5 separate regions of the Mus musculus genome follow, and regions 1, 2, 4 and 5 are each linked to region 3. A link is a contact called in public HiChIP or PLAC-seq data. All regions are on one chromosome and are shown on one strand. The core of a region is the stretch at or near the end of the contact, and the rest is flanking DNA. Distances in the headings are between cores, read along the strand shown. Region 1 overlaps Gm29683 (predicted gene, 29683). Region 2 has its middle 75 kb from the start of Gm23815. Region 3 has its middle 79 kb from the start of Gm24120. Region 4 overlaps Gm29683 (predicted gene, 29683). Region 5 has its middle 130 kb from the start of Gm35209.

Region 1 (2,700 bases), core at 31-2,530, 270 kb after region 3:
GTGCACTCCTTTAATACCAGCACTATCGAGGCAGAGCCAGGTAAAGCTCTGTGAGTTCATAGCCAGCCTGACCTATAGAGGGAGTTACAAAACACACACACACACACACACACACACACACACACACACAGAGAGAGAGAGAGAGAGAGAGAGAGAGAGAGAGAGAGAGAGAGGTAGCTCCTCCTTTGAACATTTATCTGTTGGTGGTGATGCAGTGAGAGCTAGGGTACTCCTGTGGGGTCACTCTTAGGTCTTGTGAGATCTGAAGTTCAAACTCAAGTAACCAAGCTTGGCACATGCCTTTACCCAATGAGCCATCTCATCAGCCAAGATGAACGTCTTCAAACATCAAAGAATGTCCCTATTGTCTGAAGCCTTGTGCTCACGAAATTATCTATAGTATTGTAGTTTAATAAAAAGAACATCAGTTAAAAATATTTTTAAATTCTCCTCTGAAACTTCTTTAAAATGTCTAGGCATTATAATCTTCCTTGAATAAAAAGCATTGCTCCAAAAGTCCATGTCTTCTATTTTGCTAAGCATGAGGGTATAAATGAATGGCACTTCTCACTTCGCATGCAGACTATGTATTTACCACTGTATGGATGTGACTGAGCTATGACTACTTCATAACTTGACACCCGTCATCTGTTTCCTGAGCTTTGAATTGAATTGCTGAGCTAAGAAAAAAGATGTTGAATAGCTGCAGGCCATTAAAAATCAATAGGTTAAATTAAAATATATATTAAAAAATTGAAACCAAAGTCTGCATGAGAACCCAGGACCTAATAATGATTCCCCCTGACCAAGTTTTAGATTATATGCTTTTTTTCTTTTTTTTTAAAGGTTTATTTATTTTATTTATGTGACTACACTGTAGCTGTCTTCAGATACACTAGAAGAGAGCATCAGATCCCATTACAGATGGTTGTGAGACACCATGTGGTTGCTGGGAATTGAACTCAGGACCTCTGGAAGAGCAGCCAGTGCTCTTAACCACTGAGTCATCTCTCCAGGCCACTATTTTTTTTCTTTTTCATTCTTTCTCTCCATTTTAAAAAAATGTATGTGTGTTTTTATATACATGTTTCTGTGGTCTGTGCACATGTGTTCACATGGATGTGAAGGTTGAGGCCAGATGACTTCTTCAATTGTTCTCCACTTTTTTTTAGAGACAGGGTCTCTCCCTAAACCCTAGAGCTGGCTGGGGTATCTGTCCAATGAGCTCCTCCTGGGATCCACCCATTTCTACCCTTCACCAGGGCCCCACTGGGTATTCCAGGCAAGCCTTCAATCTGCTGTCGTGGCCTTCTCAGAGTTAGGATGACAAACCAGTGCCACCATGCCAGAGTAAGAGAATATATTCCTACATTTACAAAAAGACAGCATGTATGTTTCAATACCTCTTTGTTAGGCCAAACCAAAAAGAAAATGCACCAAAGTTTCAACCAAAATGGATAATCCCATCAAGAGATAAGCCTCTGAAAGTGTGAAGGTGAATGGCTGCAGGATTTAGATTTAGCTTTGGGAGGAGGGTGTGGCTCACACTGCATTCCTTGTGGACAGTGAGTCAGACCTCAGCCAGGCACATCTCAGCCTGACCCTGCAGAGGCATTTTCCAACAGAAGTTTCCTACTGGAAACTGCAGGAGTGGGGCTTTTACCTCCAGTACAAAAGGAGCTTGAAATTAATGTTCTGAACCAATAGGGTAAAAGGCAGAAGAAATATGAGCACAACCTCTAAATCCCTCTGACTGTGAAAAGAATGACTCAGTGGGATGTGGGGATCTCAAATTACCTATGATTTTATTTGTATGTGTTTGACTACCCCAAAATAAAACAATTAAATAATAAACAAATCACACCAAAAAGGGAACAGAAAGGGAAGAAAGACGTTGGTTTTGTTATTGTTGTTATTGTTGAGAGCTGGTATTAAAAGTGTTAAGTGTCTGAGCCAGGCGTGGTTATTACAGCCTTGGGGTGTATCAGGGCAAGGTGCTCATTCAAGCCCAGCCCTTGCTACAGCATAAAACCAAAGACTAGGGACGCACATAACCTTTATGGTAGAACTCTTGCCTAGTGTGCACAAGGCATCGAGCTGAACTCCCAGTACTGGAAACAAAAGCATCATGCATCTGGAAAGTGTTCTCTTTGGCATCTCGAAGATGTGAGTGTTGATGCTGAACACTTGTAGGTGCCTTGGTGAACTCCTGCAAGCCTGTGGGGTCAGCTTTGCCAGGTCCCAGGCACAGCAGCCTCTACTGCTCATGGCCAGCCTTCATTGGCTGCCTTGTGAGTTTTAGGTCCTTGCTGAGGAAGGAGGAAACAGATGAAGATAGTTCATTTAATCCTGAGTTCATTGAGACAGGATCACATGCGGCCCAAGCTCCCTTCAACCTCACTCTGTAGAAAGGCTGGCCTTCTGCTCCCCCACCTCAGCCTCCACCTCCAAAGGCATTAAGAGGTCTGTACTCCCTTGACTGTTTTGTGCAGCCCTGGGGATGGAACTCAGAGTTCCTTGCAACCTGGAGGGGAAACTCCAGCAACTGAACCACCTCCCCAGCTTAGTTCCTGATTTTTAAACATGCTCTTTGAGGTTCTAGTCTAAAGCTACATCAAAAGAACTTGGTTTAATGATTTCCACATTAACTAATCATTAGATTTAGGAGTAAGTACACTCTCTCTGTCCCAGTCTCCTCAC
Region 2 (2,867 bases), core at 182-2,681, 460 kb before region 3:
ATATAAAATGTGTTTATTTAAATGTTTGTACATACATGGGCATCTACATACATGTAAAGAAGAAAATGCAACTTTAAGTTCAAGCATCTTTATTAGCCATGGCATACTTCTCTCCTTGTCCAAAGAGAGCTGAATTCCCCATGCATTTGACCATCTGCGAATTTTAAACCTTCTGTGACACATTTACAAGTCCAGTGTTTTTTGTCCCCAAAGCCCACTCTTTCTGCTTGAAGTGGGCAGGCAAGCTGCACACACGGCCTGGCAGAGCCCGGGTTCACTGTAGCTATGGGAAAACTGCCTGCAAAAACACTTAGGGAAAAAACATTGCATCCAATCTCGAAAATTAGTATTAACTTCAGATGTTCAGATTTGAGTAGGGAAGGCTCTGGTCGACGAAAGACAGGGTCCAGTTATCTCACAGAATAACACAGTTGTAAATCTGAATAAAATTAAAAAGAGATCAAACCCTGTAGACAAATGCTTTGGCTAAATGCCCTCTCTTGTGATCTGAATACCAACTACTGTGTTGTATAGTCATTTATAAAGGGGCTTGGAGGTAGGCAATAGTGTGGGGGGGGAGGGTCATTAATTTCAGCCCACCCAGAAAGGTGTTAACTATGCCCCATCCTTCTGGCTAGATGATAATGAAGCCGCCTCTTTTGTGCCTCCCCAGAGGAGGCATATATACTGTATTACTCTACAACACTGTTAGTACAGTGTGATTGCAGTGAATCAAATCTTGTTTATCCTAAGGATGGGGTGGGCTTGCCCAGCTAGGGGTTTTATTTTTAATTGGGGTTCACAGCAGACTGAACAACCTCTTAGTTGAAAATTCTGGATAGCTCTGGGGGCACATTTGGTTAACCCTCTCCCTGCTGATGCCTACCACCCTTCCCAGGGATTGCTGAATTTCATCCACAAAACGCGTTTGATCCCACAAAAGACATACTAAAATATATCTTTCTGAAGAACCTATATAATTTGAAGGAGACTCCCAGAGTAAACATTGGGATTTACTTTCGTGACTCTGGGCTAAAAACGTATTGTTATTCTCCACTAAATATTTTCCAGATTCATTTTGCACATTGAGATTTGGGGTCCTGAAGATGTTTCAAATGACTCATGTAGAACATGAGGACATTAGTTAATGAAGCAAAGACTAAGTTCTGCCAGTACATGTTGGCTGGCGACATGTGGTTTCTGTTCTGGTGACATCCATGCAGTTACAGGAGAAAGAGAAGACTGTGCCATGGATTTTTAATCTGGTAGTTGCTAGGACGGCATCATTTAGAACTCTAAGGTACTGTTTATTTTCTGCCTGAAGTGGGCAGCCAAGCTGCACACATAACCTGGCAGAGCCCATTAGGGGCAGCATCACAGGGAGGACTCTGTGCTTTGTAGTGACTTCTGGTACGCCCATGGTGGGTTTCAAAGCCTCTTCACAGAGTGACTCATGGGTGGTAGGCTTCAGTGTCTCTTTATTCACTGACTCATGGGTGATGTACCAGCGTGGGAAGAACAAAGGTTTTGAAATCAGAGTCGGTTCAACTTTTTCCCGAAACTCAGTGTGATTATAAAATTAAAAAAGAAATATAAGGCTGGGATAATAGAACAGTTAATCAAGTGTTTCCATTGCCCCAAAGGGGTTGTGTGTTCTGTTGCCCAGTACCTGGGTGCCACATACTTATAATTCCAGTGCTGCAAGGCAGAAGCCAGAAGATTTCTGAAGCTTGTGGGCCAGAGAAAACTAGCCTACTGATTTTCTTTCTCAGAGGCAAGATTCACACCACTGAGCAACCCTGTCTAAAAAATACATGCCCCACCTAATCACAGCCACATAGGCACACACACACACACACACACACACACACACACACACACACAGAGAGAGAGAGAGAGAGAGAGAGAGAGAGAGAGAGAGAGAGAGAGAGAGCAAGAGAGAGAGAATCCAAAGGGACATAAGTTTTGTCAGCACTTAGTAGCATATCAAATAAAAATTGAACAGGAATTTCCTGGCAACTTGCAAGTATACAGTTCATATATTTCTTGTAGCCCTCACTCATGAACACAACATCTAAGTCTTACCGTTTCTTTATATGTATATATTTTGGAGGAAGAGATGTCACAGATTTATCTCTGATACCTTCTGATGAAGAGCTCAATGAATGTTCATTGAACAAGTGCCAGTAGCCCAAATAGAGTCTAAGTAATGTTTCATTAGAAAGCAAACTTGGCCAGAATAGACTCTATCCTATGAGTAATGATTAAAGAGGATTCAAGGATGGTCATTTGTTATCAAAATGCAATATAACATGCTGGCTCCAGGGTTCAGAGGGTAAAGTGACTAAGAGGAGATAGAACTATTTGCCATGATGGAAATACAGTTAGTTTGGGAGGATGAAGTAAGTGACCCAAGGTTTAAATGGGACCACAACCAACAAGTAGGTTTTCCCTGGAGCAGAAAAACAGGAAAAGATTTTTGTATTGGGTTCAATGGTTAAAATAAACGTGACATAGAAAGATGCATGTGTGCACTGTGGAAAAGCATGTTTTAAGTACAGACACTTGTCACTTTCTGCAGCTCAGAAAGGAAGCGATTATGAATGATACCCCCCCAAAGAGACAACTGACAAACAGAAATTCATAATAATTTCATATACTAAAGTAGGTTTGGAAATAGGGTACCTTACATATAGAACTTACGCTTCAATAGAGATAACACAGAGACCAAAGTACATGACTAATATTCAACACCCTTTTCCACGTCTCCATGTGAAGCAACAGGAATCACTTTGTCATCTTCAAAATTGGAAATTATGATCAGTTTGAATTAGAAATTACATATGATTTGACTTTTTAAAATAAAT
Region 3 (2,755 bases), core at 86-2,585:
AGCAGTATAGTTCTCCAGGTTGCCTGAATCTTGCCTGATTCTCCTTACCATTTTTAGCCATTGTTCTCAAGCACAACTGTGGGATGAATTGGAGATGCATTATTTAGAGATTGCAAGAGTCACTCCAAACACATCAGGTTTATACTAGGTCTAATCAGAAGCAGTATACGATTCAGAGCTGTGCTCTACTGTTTAATGGGGGTCTCAGTCTATGATACCAAATGTGGGTGAGTGCACAGAGAGTTTAACTGTGGTGTATGTACTGTGGCACGTGCAGATGAGCCTCTATCTACCCAGTGCCACTTTCTTGAATCTGGGTGCAGCAGCTCACAATGACACTGAGGCTTCCGATGTCCTTGTTGTTCATCTCTAAGCAATAAACCTATGGTGCTCACGTCAGAAGATTGGAGCAAAGTGGTCCAGGAGTTCATTGATACCATGATCCTGCTTCTTAGAGCCATTTTTCCTTACCTAAAGGCTGGTGCCTGTATAAGGCTATTTCAGAAGGAAGAATAAGGCCATGTGAAAAATACTGATGACTTGTGTATGTAACGTCCATATCTTCCTCCATTTGCTTTAAGCCATGACCCACTAGGAATTGTTAAGTCTATAATGGCCTTGGCTCTGTAGCTGCCAATATTGTGTAGTACTGAACTTTAAACCTATAAGACCAAAGCCTGGAAGCAGAGAATTCCAGACTCTAGGTAAGCCACGCCATCTCACCAAAACAACACATTTCCATTTTCTTTCCTTGCTCTTTTTCTCTCTTTCTTTATTTTGTCCCTTCTTTTCTTTTTTTTAAATTCTCCTTCCCACTTCCTTGCTTTTTTTTCCCCTTCTTGCTTGCTTGCCAGCTTTCTTCTTCCCTTCTCTTCCCTTCCCCTTCCTTCTCCAATCTACCTTCTCTTTCCTACCAGCAGATTCTCATTCTTTCCCTCTCTATTTAATTTTTTTTCAAGTTCCAAAAAACAACGGATGCCTTACTTATTACCAGGTCAAGTTATGGGTCACTTTCACAAACTGACTATTGTACTGAGTCATGTCTTATTCACATAAGAATTTCTAAAACTAAGCATCCCAGATCTCATCTCATAAAGAAATTTGAATGGAATGCCTGTGAAATCCAGCTAAACAGAATAATCAAAGTAAACAAATCTCTCAGCCTTACTTTGAGATGATGAAAGAACATATAAAAACAAGTCACTTCAACCTATAGACTCATGTAAGAACAGGAGATAATCAGAGTCCTGGGTGGGGTGTCTGAGCCATGCATCCACCCATGCCACATCCAGAGGACAAGCAGTACATTTGGAGACACACTGGATGGCATGCCATGCATCTGACCTCTGACTCACTCCATTTGCATGACCACAAAAGAACAAGCTCTACTTCACACAGACATGCTGGAAGTCTTGCCATGATTTCATAAGAATTTGGTGGTTTATTCTCCATCTTTGAGATATGAGTTGGCCAGCACTTCAGTCATTTCTTAGCATTGTTCTCTCTGAGAGTTTCTTTTAACAAATGTGTACAGGACTCCTTAGGCCCACCCAGCTTGACCTTCCATCGTAAAAAAAAGAGATCAGACTTGATATGATATATTTGGAGAAGCAGTGAATAACACTGAGATGGAAATGGGCAATGAGAGCACCTTCTACTTGGAGAATAATTATCTAAACCATAATTATATCTAGGAATATTGTTTATTGATCAATAAATAGCAAACAAGCTGAGAGGTTATTTTCATATCTAAATTCATGTAGCAGAGACTAAATACAAGTGCCCTGCTTGAGAAGACATATAATGGGGCTGACATTGTTTTTGATGTGGAATGTTGGTTTATACTTAAAGATTTTGTTCTCTGCCAAAGACTTACACTCCCCTGAGAGCCAATAGAGAGGCCTCTTAATTCCAATGTGTATTGTCAATCCTCAGGAGCTCTGTCACTGTCAGTCTTTCTCCTTCACTACACTGGAGCTTCAGAAAGAACACCATAGGGGATACAAAGCTGGTGTCCTGGGTGTTTAGTGAGGTATGCATCTCCCTTTCTCAACTCTGCTGCTCTTGGAAAAATGCGCATTGTCAGTGTTAGGAAGGCCACTGAGCCTGGATGGAGCATGCTCAGATTCCTTTTCTTTCATCTTCCCCACTGAGGTACTGTGTTTCTTTCACATGGGTTTTCTGTTTTTAACCAGAACTAAGCCATCTTAGGAAGTCGAAAGCATCCATACAATTATGGAAGCAATATGGAACCCTTAGACAACTTCATCATCTACAGAAAAACATGGTTTTGTAAAAAAAACTTTCATAGTAGGAAGATTTCTAACAGTACACTGTTCTCTCAGTAGTACTTAGAAGTCCCCTACTTTTTTACCTAAGCACAAAGATAAAGTTTAGGAAGTCCCAGAGTAACATTACATAGGGTATGCTTACAAGAAAATGGCACTTTCTGTGTTTCAGAAAGCTTATTGAAGGGTCTTTGTAACTTGAAGAAAAAATAATATAAAATACAATTAACTCAATGGGTATATCTTTAGGATTATGAAGCTTTGAGCTTTGAAAAGAATAATTCTAGAAGTAGCAATGTTGTTCTAGAATTGGCAAAGGAAAACAAACCAAAACTCACCCGTACCTGGGGTGGTCACAATGCCATCCTCCAGACAGCCCAGATTCAGAGAATCCCAAAAGAGAGAGGAAATGGCTGGAGCAGAAGTTGGGATATCAAAGTCACAGACATTCCATTTTGTATACAATT
Region 4 (2,757 bases), core at 227-2,726, 290 kb after region 3:
CAGTTCCGGGGAGTGGGGCAGGACCAGACACCCACTCTCCGGATGAGATGTCGCTGTTGCTTTCCTAGCCTGGCCGCCAAATTTGGGATTTGCCAGATGGTGGGATTATCTTCGCGTCTGTTATAGTGTGTGTGTGTGTGTGTGTGTGTGTGTGTGTGTGTGTGTGTGAGAGAGAGAGAGAGAGAGAGAGAGAGAGAGAGAGAGAGAGAGAGAGAGAAGAGAAGAGGAGAGATCGCGGGTGGAGGGTAGAGAATAACGTCAAGACAGAAATCTAGAGACTGAGCTGGCTCCTTGAAAATGCTCACTCGGTTACCCTTTACCCGCTTTGGGCCCTGCCACCTCCTGGACCCTCACTCGAGCCTTTGGCATCTCGGATTGGCCTCCCCCTCGGGCACAAACAACACCAGCGCCATCCGGGCCCCTCGGCGTCGGCTCCCTGCCTAAGTCTCAGGACCTGAAGCTTAGTGCCCAGATGCAAAGAGCAAGGAGTTGGGGGTGGGGGTGGGGTAGGAACAAGCCTCGTGGAGGAAGAGTGGGTGGGTAGGAGAGTTGTTAAGGGAAAGGAGCAAAGAGGGCGGAGTGGGAGGGGTGGAACGGGAATACTGACACCTGGAAGGCATTGTCTTTGCTAGAGACACCTGTCAATCTCTGCTCAGGGGTCTTGAGGCCAGGGGCGGGGAGGCCGCCGTTCTCCTTGGTGATGTCATCTAGGAGTCTCGTCCCTAAGGAGGGTGGGAATGGCTCCGAGGGCGCAGAGCCCAGAGGGCTTAGAGAAGCGTGGGGGAGGAAAAGAGAAAATAAACAGAAGTAGCTCTCTCGGCTGGCAATTTACATGGAAATCAATAATCCAACTTTAATGTTATTTTTAATCTTCCCTGACCGTCTTGCCTTTTCACTAGGGGAGAGGGGATGAGGTTACAACAGCCCATCCCTCTACCCACACAATCGCTGGGGAAGTCTTGTTATCTCAAATCCCGGTGCAACCAACCCTTCCCCCAGATCCACACCCCGCCCCCCTTTTCTGCGGGTCGTTCCAAACGCTGCCTTCAGGCTTGAGAAGGAAACACTTTGGGACGAGTTTTGAAAGTCTTCCGATACTGCACCGGGTGAAGGGGGAGTTAATTAACGCCAGGCATGCTCAGCGAGTGGGAGAGGGGGCCTCGGCGTGGGTGGGCGGGCCAGGTCGACTGCAGAGGTGCGCGCAGTGCGGGAGGCGCGGGATCTGGAGGCCCGAACTTGCGGGCCTTTGCTGGCAGGAGGTGATCGGAGGTGGCTCGGGCAGGGAGCGCGGAGATGCCCCCAAGGAGTCCCCCCGTTAATCCTGGGGAATTCTGATCTCCCACCTACTGGGCCCCCACTCCCAACCCACCGTGTGCTACAGAACTCTCATTCTTTTCGGCCGGAGCTAATTAGCAGCCTGCCAGCGGCCTGATTTATGGAAACGCTCGGGCGGGCGGAGACGCACCGCTAGCGGAGCTCTGGCTGCCTCCGGGCGGAGCGAAGGAGGAGTCTCCACCGACCTCCTCCGACGAATTTCCCTCCTCCCTGCCAGGGGGAAAAAAAGAAGAAGAAGAAGTTGCTGTTTCATCGCTTCGACCTGGCTGGTCCAGGAGCCTACCCCCTCGCCCTAACCACCTTAACCTAGGACGCGGGGATGTTTAGGTTCCTGTGGGCAAGGCAGGGACTGTGGCCCAGTAGCAGCATCCCGCAAGTGTTGAGGCCACCAGGTTCCAGCTCCGGCTAGAATCGGAGCCTTCCAGCCCTGGGATCTCAGCTCAAGGTCCCCAGTGAAGGGACGTCGGATCTAAAGGCTCTTAGGGAGCCGCAGTAGGACCAAATCAGATCTCTAGGCAGGAAGGAGAGATGGGCGACTGCAAAGGGACAGACTCAGATGTCTTTGTCTGGATCCTAGAGGCCGCCGCCGGCCGTGTTCCTTTCCACTTTCTAGTTATTTTCTTTTTGGTGTTCTCCAGTGAGGTCCTCTCTTCGGTTCAAGCGAGTGTCCAGCGAAAGGCCATTCATTATTAGAAGCATTTAGCCAGGCGTTTATCCAAAGAAACAGTGCAAACCTGATGTTTGCCTTCCTGGGTTGTTGTGGGTGACCCAGGAGGAAGGGGGAAGTAGATCCCCCCCTTTACCCCGCGGACCCCAGTAGCGAGGGTGGAAGGAGGGGCCGGTGAAGGACAGAGGAATCTCAGCATGGACCTGTTGCTGGCGCTTAAGCAGCCCTTCTGCTCCTCAGAAAAGCACTGTTTGCCAGTGTTTCTCCAAGATGCACCAGAGGGACGCGACCGTGAGAGCATCTGTGCCTGCTAGAAGCATTTGGAAGGGACAAAACAGGCAGACCCAGAGGCCAGAGGCTTAGGCAGCCTCTCTGGCTCAGGGTTGAACTGGAAACTGGGCAGCGCAGGTGTGAAAAGTGGTAGGGGCAGAAGTCTCTGGCAAGATTGCCCGGTTCCTTAAGCTCGTTTCTCTCTCAAACCCTATCCCAGCACTCCAGGCCTTTCTGTGACTGAAAAGGAAGTGGTTGAGAACTGATTGTCTCTACAAGCTCAGTGTAAACTTTAAAATACCACCCCGTTCTGCCCTTTTCAGAAGTCGTTTTTTGATCTTCTGGCTGGTACAAGAGCAGCGCCAGCAACCTTCACCTCAAACCTGCAGACACCTGTCATTTCCTACCTATAGGGCTCGGATCCTCTCTCCTTGTGGAGACCAGTCTGTGTCATAGAGAGCATGAAGCTTCCTCTTGGGCCGAGA
Region 5 (2,700 bases), core at 47-2,546, 370 kb before region 3:
AATTATTCCTGAGTTAGAAGTGAGCCAAGAAGGTTGGTGAGCCTACATAAAGGCCAGGTACCCCAAAATCCTCTTAAAGAGAATAGAAATGGAAGAAACTCAGTTGTGGAATTATAGTGCACAGAATTCCATGAAAACAGGAGATAGATTGGGGTTGGAGGCTGCTGTTCTCAATATACCACTGTAAGGTGTCTTCCCAGCAAAATTCAAGATTGTGTTTGCCACCATTGTTTTTGCCCTTCTGAGAGGTATTTATTGTGGTCATTACATACTCATGATTTCGTCTCTACAGTACATGTAAGGATTCAGGGTAGTAATATTTAAGTCTTCCCTCCAAGAAAGAGATTATTACATGAGACCTTAACTCATTGAATAGGCCTTTGTCTTGACTCTTACAAGATGAAAAAGATTGTCTTGTACAGGATTATGGAGCTGGAGTTTGCTCCTAAGGAGGGCACATGTGTGGTTGTTACTCCGACTTTCAGATCCATTTCCCATCCTTCCAGCCCAGACAAGGTTACTTTTTTCTTCCTTCTTGAAACTGCTAAGAAAATGTAAGTCTTTAACAGACAGTGCTCAACTGATTAATTATTGGTGTGTTTATTTTTGGATATGATATCCCCATAATATTTAAATACTTCAGGGAATAGGTAACATAGAACAAAAAAAAAGCCTATTAGCTATTAGCATAACTATTCATACTGAATGACAAATTATTGGTTTCAGTTAAAATGTTTGCTACTATGCTACTACCTAGTTCATTTGGACAGCTACACTGTTCTCACGTAACATACAGTAACTCAGAGCAAACAACTTATTAGGAGCCACTGTCTGGGCTCTATATTTGTTTTGTTTTGTTTTTCCTATTAGACTATCAGTGATATCTGTTGATCTAGAAAATGTCCTATTGTGAAATTTGAGCAAAAGACAAAATTTGTGTTATCTAAGCCTGTGGAGACAACACTTGTTTGTTTACCAACTTCTCATACAGTCTAAACCAGACAAATGAAATGTATTGATCTAATGCTCTGTTCAACAGATAGTAATACAGAGACTCTACTGTGGCTACAGTGGCAGTGGCATATGTTTTTGTTTTTTTTCCTTAGACAAATGCTGATAAAGGTAACCAGGATGCTTGTTGTCAATGGCTACAGTGACTCAGCAGAAATTGTTACAGTTTCCTCATAGCATTTGTTTCATGGAGATGACAAAGCACTGTTGTAATTTGTTCTGAACATTTTTTTGAGCTTGATTCAATGGCTGTCTCAGATATTCTGCAAGCAGCCCAGCATATTTGCAAGGATCTCTACAATGTTTGAACAACTCACTTTGCCAATTACTGCTAGCAATGGAGAGGTCTGACTAAGACAGACTGACGTGGATATTATTTCCTGATGCTGGTGGTTTTGAGATGGTATGAATGAATGAGACAAATGCTCCTTTGAATTCTGAAAAGTTCATTTGAAACTAAGCATAATATACAATTGCTTGAAAGGAAAAAATTAAAAATTGTATACCAAAAGATCTTTGAATTGTCATATATCCCAAAGATTCAAAACTAATATTTTAGCTGAAGAAATTGCTTAAGAATATTTTTATGTGCACTAAAGTAGTCAACCCTGGTGTTGCAGTTATACCATGGAGAAGCTAGCAAAAAGCTAAAATCAGTGTTTACAAAGGTATTAACTATGAATGATGAGAAAAAAAATTTTTTCATTTGCTTTATCATAAGAGAAGGAATAGCTGAGAGAAAAAATAATTTGAATCTTCTTAGTGCCTATTGGATGAGCTAGAACTCTGGTTACTGATTCCACTGCCATAGAAACCATAGGTGTTTGTCATCAACCTTCTGAAGAGAAACCATAACCATTGTTTTCTAGTGATGACTTTTTTCTAGTGATGTTTCAAAAATGATAGCAGTAGTATTTCCTATTATATAAGGACATGTTAACCCATCACTCATTCACTGAGTCAAGTCTATGACTCTTTTCTTAAACCTGCTTCTACCTTGACTAAGTAAGTGAGATTGTGGCTGTGTACAAGTTTGTTAGCTATAAATCCAAAAATAAAGAGAGGCCATAATCCTATGTGAAACTAAGGGTAGCCACTACTTGTACTTCAAGGAAAAAAAAAAACGAAAAAGATTGTTGAATAAGATTTTTTATTAAATTAAAACAAAACAAAACAAAACAAACTTACTTAACTCTCAATGGAACCTAGTAAGTATTCTATTTTTTACAGAACAAAGAAGAGTTAGTAGGACTAGTTGACTTATTATGGCAAAATGAGTCCACAGTGGGCATCAACATTTGAAACAATGGTCACCATGTTCCCAAAGTTCTTACACAAAAGTACCAACTAAGCTAACAAAAGAATGCAAAGATACATAATACAATCAGTACTGTTGTAAGCTCTCGGAATGCAAATATCTAGTGTTCAAAGTTGTTGTTTTCTATGACTAACCTAGATGGATGTTGGTGAGATAAGTCCATTATTATTTCTCAGCTCTAGAGAAATAATGGTTCAGAGATTCTTATTTCACTCCTATACACGTTTATAAAATAGCTCATGTAAGAACTCTTGTTTTTGTTTAAGTATTCACTAGCTAGGTTGTAGGTATAGTTTCACAGGAATGAAACAAAGACTTGTTAGCCCTGACCCAGACTGAAAATTATGGGAGAGTGTTCTTCTGATGGATGG

Evidence for each region. HiChIP or PLAC-seq counts read pairs in DNA pulled down with a chosen protein or histone mark.
Region 1: a contact with region 3 is called in an H3K27ac HiChIP or PLAC-seq map of the NIH/3T3 cell line, with 4 times the contacts expected there. The contact joins two enhancer-like sites. A contact is called at or near these places in 1 of 15 datasets of contacts at CTCF or cohesin (the NIH/3T3 cell line), 1 of 484 Hi-C or Micro-C datasets (the C2C12 cell line) and 1 of 115 datasets of contacts at active chromatin or transcription factors (the NIH/3T3 cell line).
Region 2: a CTCF HiChIP or PLAC-seq map of the NIH/3T3 cell line shows a contact between it and region 3, with 21 read pairs. The contact joins two enhancer-like sites. A contact is called at or near these places in 1 of 15 datasets of contacts at CTCF or cohesin (the NIH/3T3 cell line), 1 of 115 datasets of contacts at active chromatin or transcription factors (the NIH/3T3 cell line) and 1 of 9 other capture datasets (embryonic stem cells).
Region 4: a contact with region 3 is called in a CTCF HiChIP or PLAC-seq map of the NIH/3T3 cell line, with 16 read pairs. The contact joins two enhancer-like sites. A contact is called at or near these places in 1 of 15 datasets of contacts at CTCF or cohesin (the NIH/3T3 cell line), 8 of 484 Hi-C or Micro-C datasets (adipose-derived mesenchymal stem cells, embryonic fibroblasts, reprogramming fibroblasts and 1 more) and 6 of 115 datasets of contacts at active chromatin or transcription factors (the NIH/3T3 cell line, embryonic fibroblasts, embryonic midbrain and 3 more).
Region 5: a contact with region 3 is called in an H3K27ac HiChIP or PLAC-seq map of the NIH/3T3 cell line, with 2.9 times the contacts expected there. The contact joins two enhancer-like sites. A contact is called at or near these places in 1 of 15 datasets of contacts at CTCF or cohesin (the NIH/3T3 cell line) and 1 of 115 datasets of contacts at active chromatin or transcription factors (the NIH/3T3 cell line).

Annotation. Positions count from the first base shown.
Region 1 is chr7:70,303,046-70,305,745 of GRCm38.p6, forward strand. The region is part of intron 1 of Gm29683 (predicted gene, 29683); the gene reads right to left. Among named protein-coding and RNA genes, the nearest start is that of Gm29683, 33 kb to the right of the region's middle. Within about 2 kb of position 1,281, at least 44 of the 459 cell types and tissues checked have an H3K27ac peak or open chromatin away from gene starts, as enhancers often do. A contact at or near this core is called in the C2C12 cell line and the NIH/3T3 cell line, where this site is marked.
Region 2 is chr7:69,572,575-69,575,441 of GRCm38.p6, forward strand. No RefSeq gene overlaps it. Among named protein-coding and RNA genes, the nearest start is that of Gm23815, 75 kb to the left of the region's middle. Within about 2 kb of position 1,432, at least 15 of the 459 cell types and tissues checked have an H3K27ac peak or open chromatin away from gene starts, as enhancers often do. A contact at or near this core is called in the NIH/3T3 cell line, where this site is marked.
Region 3 is chr7:70,035,841-70,038,595 of GRCm38.p6, forward strand. No RefSeq gene overlaps it. Among named protein-coding and RNA genes, the nearest start is that of Gm24120, 79 kb to the left of the region's middle. Within about 2 kb of position 1,336, at least 43 of the 459 cell types and tissues checked have an H3K27ac peak or open chromatin away from gene starts, as enhancers often do. A contact at or near this core is called in the C2C12 cell line, the NIH/3T3 cell line, adipose-derived mesenchymal stem cells and 2 more, where this site is marked.
Region 4 is chr7:70,330,420-70,333,176 of GRCm38.p6, forward strand. The region is part of intron 1 of Gm29683 (predicted gene, 29683); the gene reads right to left. Among named protein-coding and RNA genes, the nearest start is that of Gm29683, 6.0 kb to the right of the region's middle. Within about 2 kb of position 1,477, at least 109 of the 459 cell types and tissues checked have an H3K27ac peak or open chromatin away from gene starts, as enhancers often do. A contact at or near this core is called in the NIH/3T3 cell line, adipose-derived mesenchymal stem cells, embryonic fibroblasts and 1 more, where this site is marked.
Region 5 is chr7:69,669,150-69,671,849 of GRCm38.p6, forward strand. No RefSeq gene overlaps it. Among named protein-coding and RNA genes, the nearest start is that of Gm35209, 130 kb to the right of the region's middle. Within about 2 kb of position 1,297, at least 5 of the 459 cell types and tissues checked have an H3K27ac peak or open chromatin away from gene starts, as enhancers often do. A contact at or near this core is called in the NIH/3T3 cell line, where this site is marked.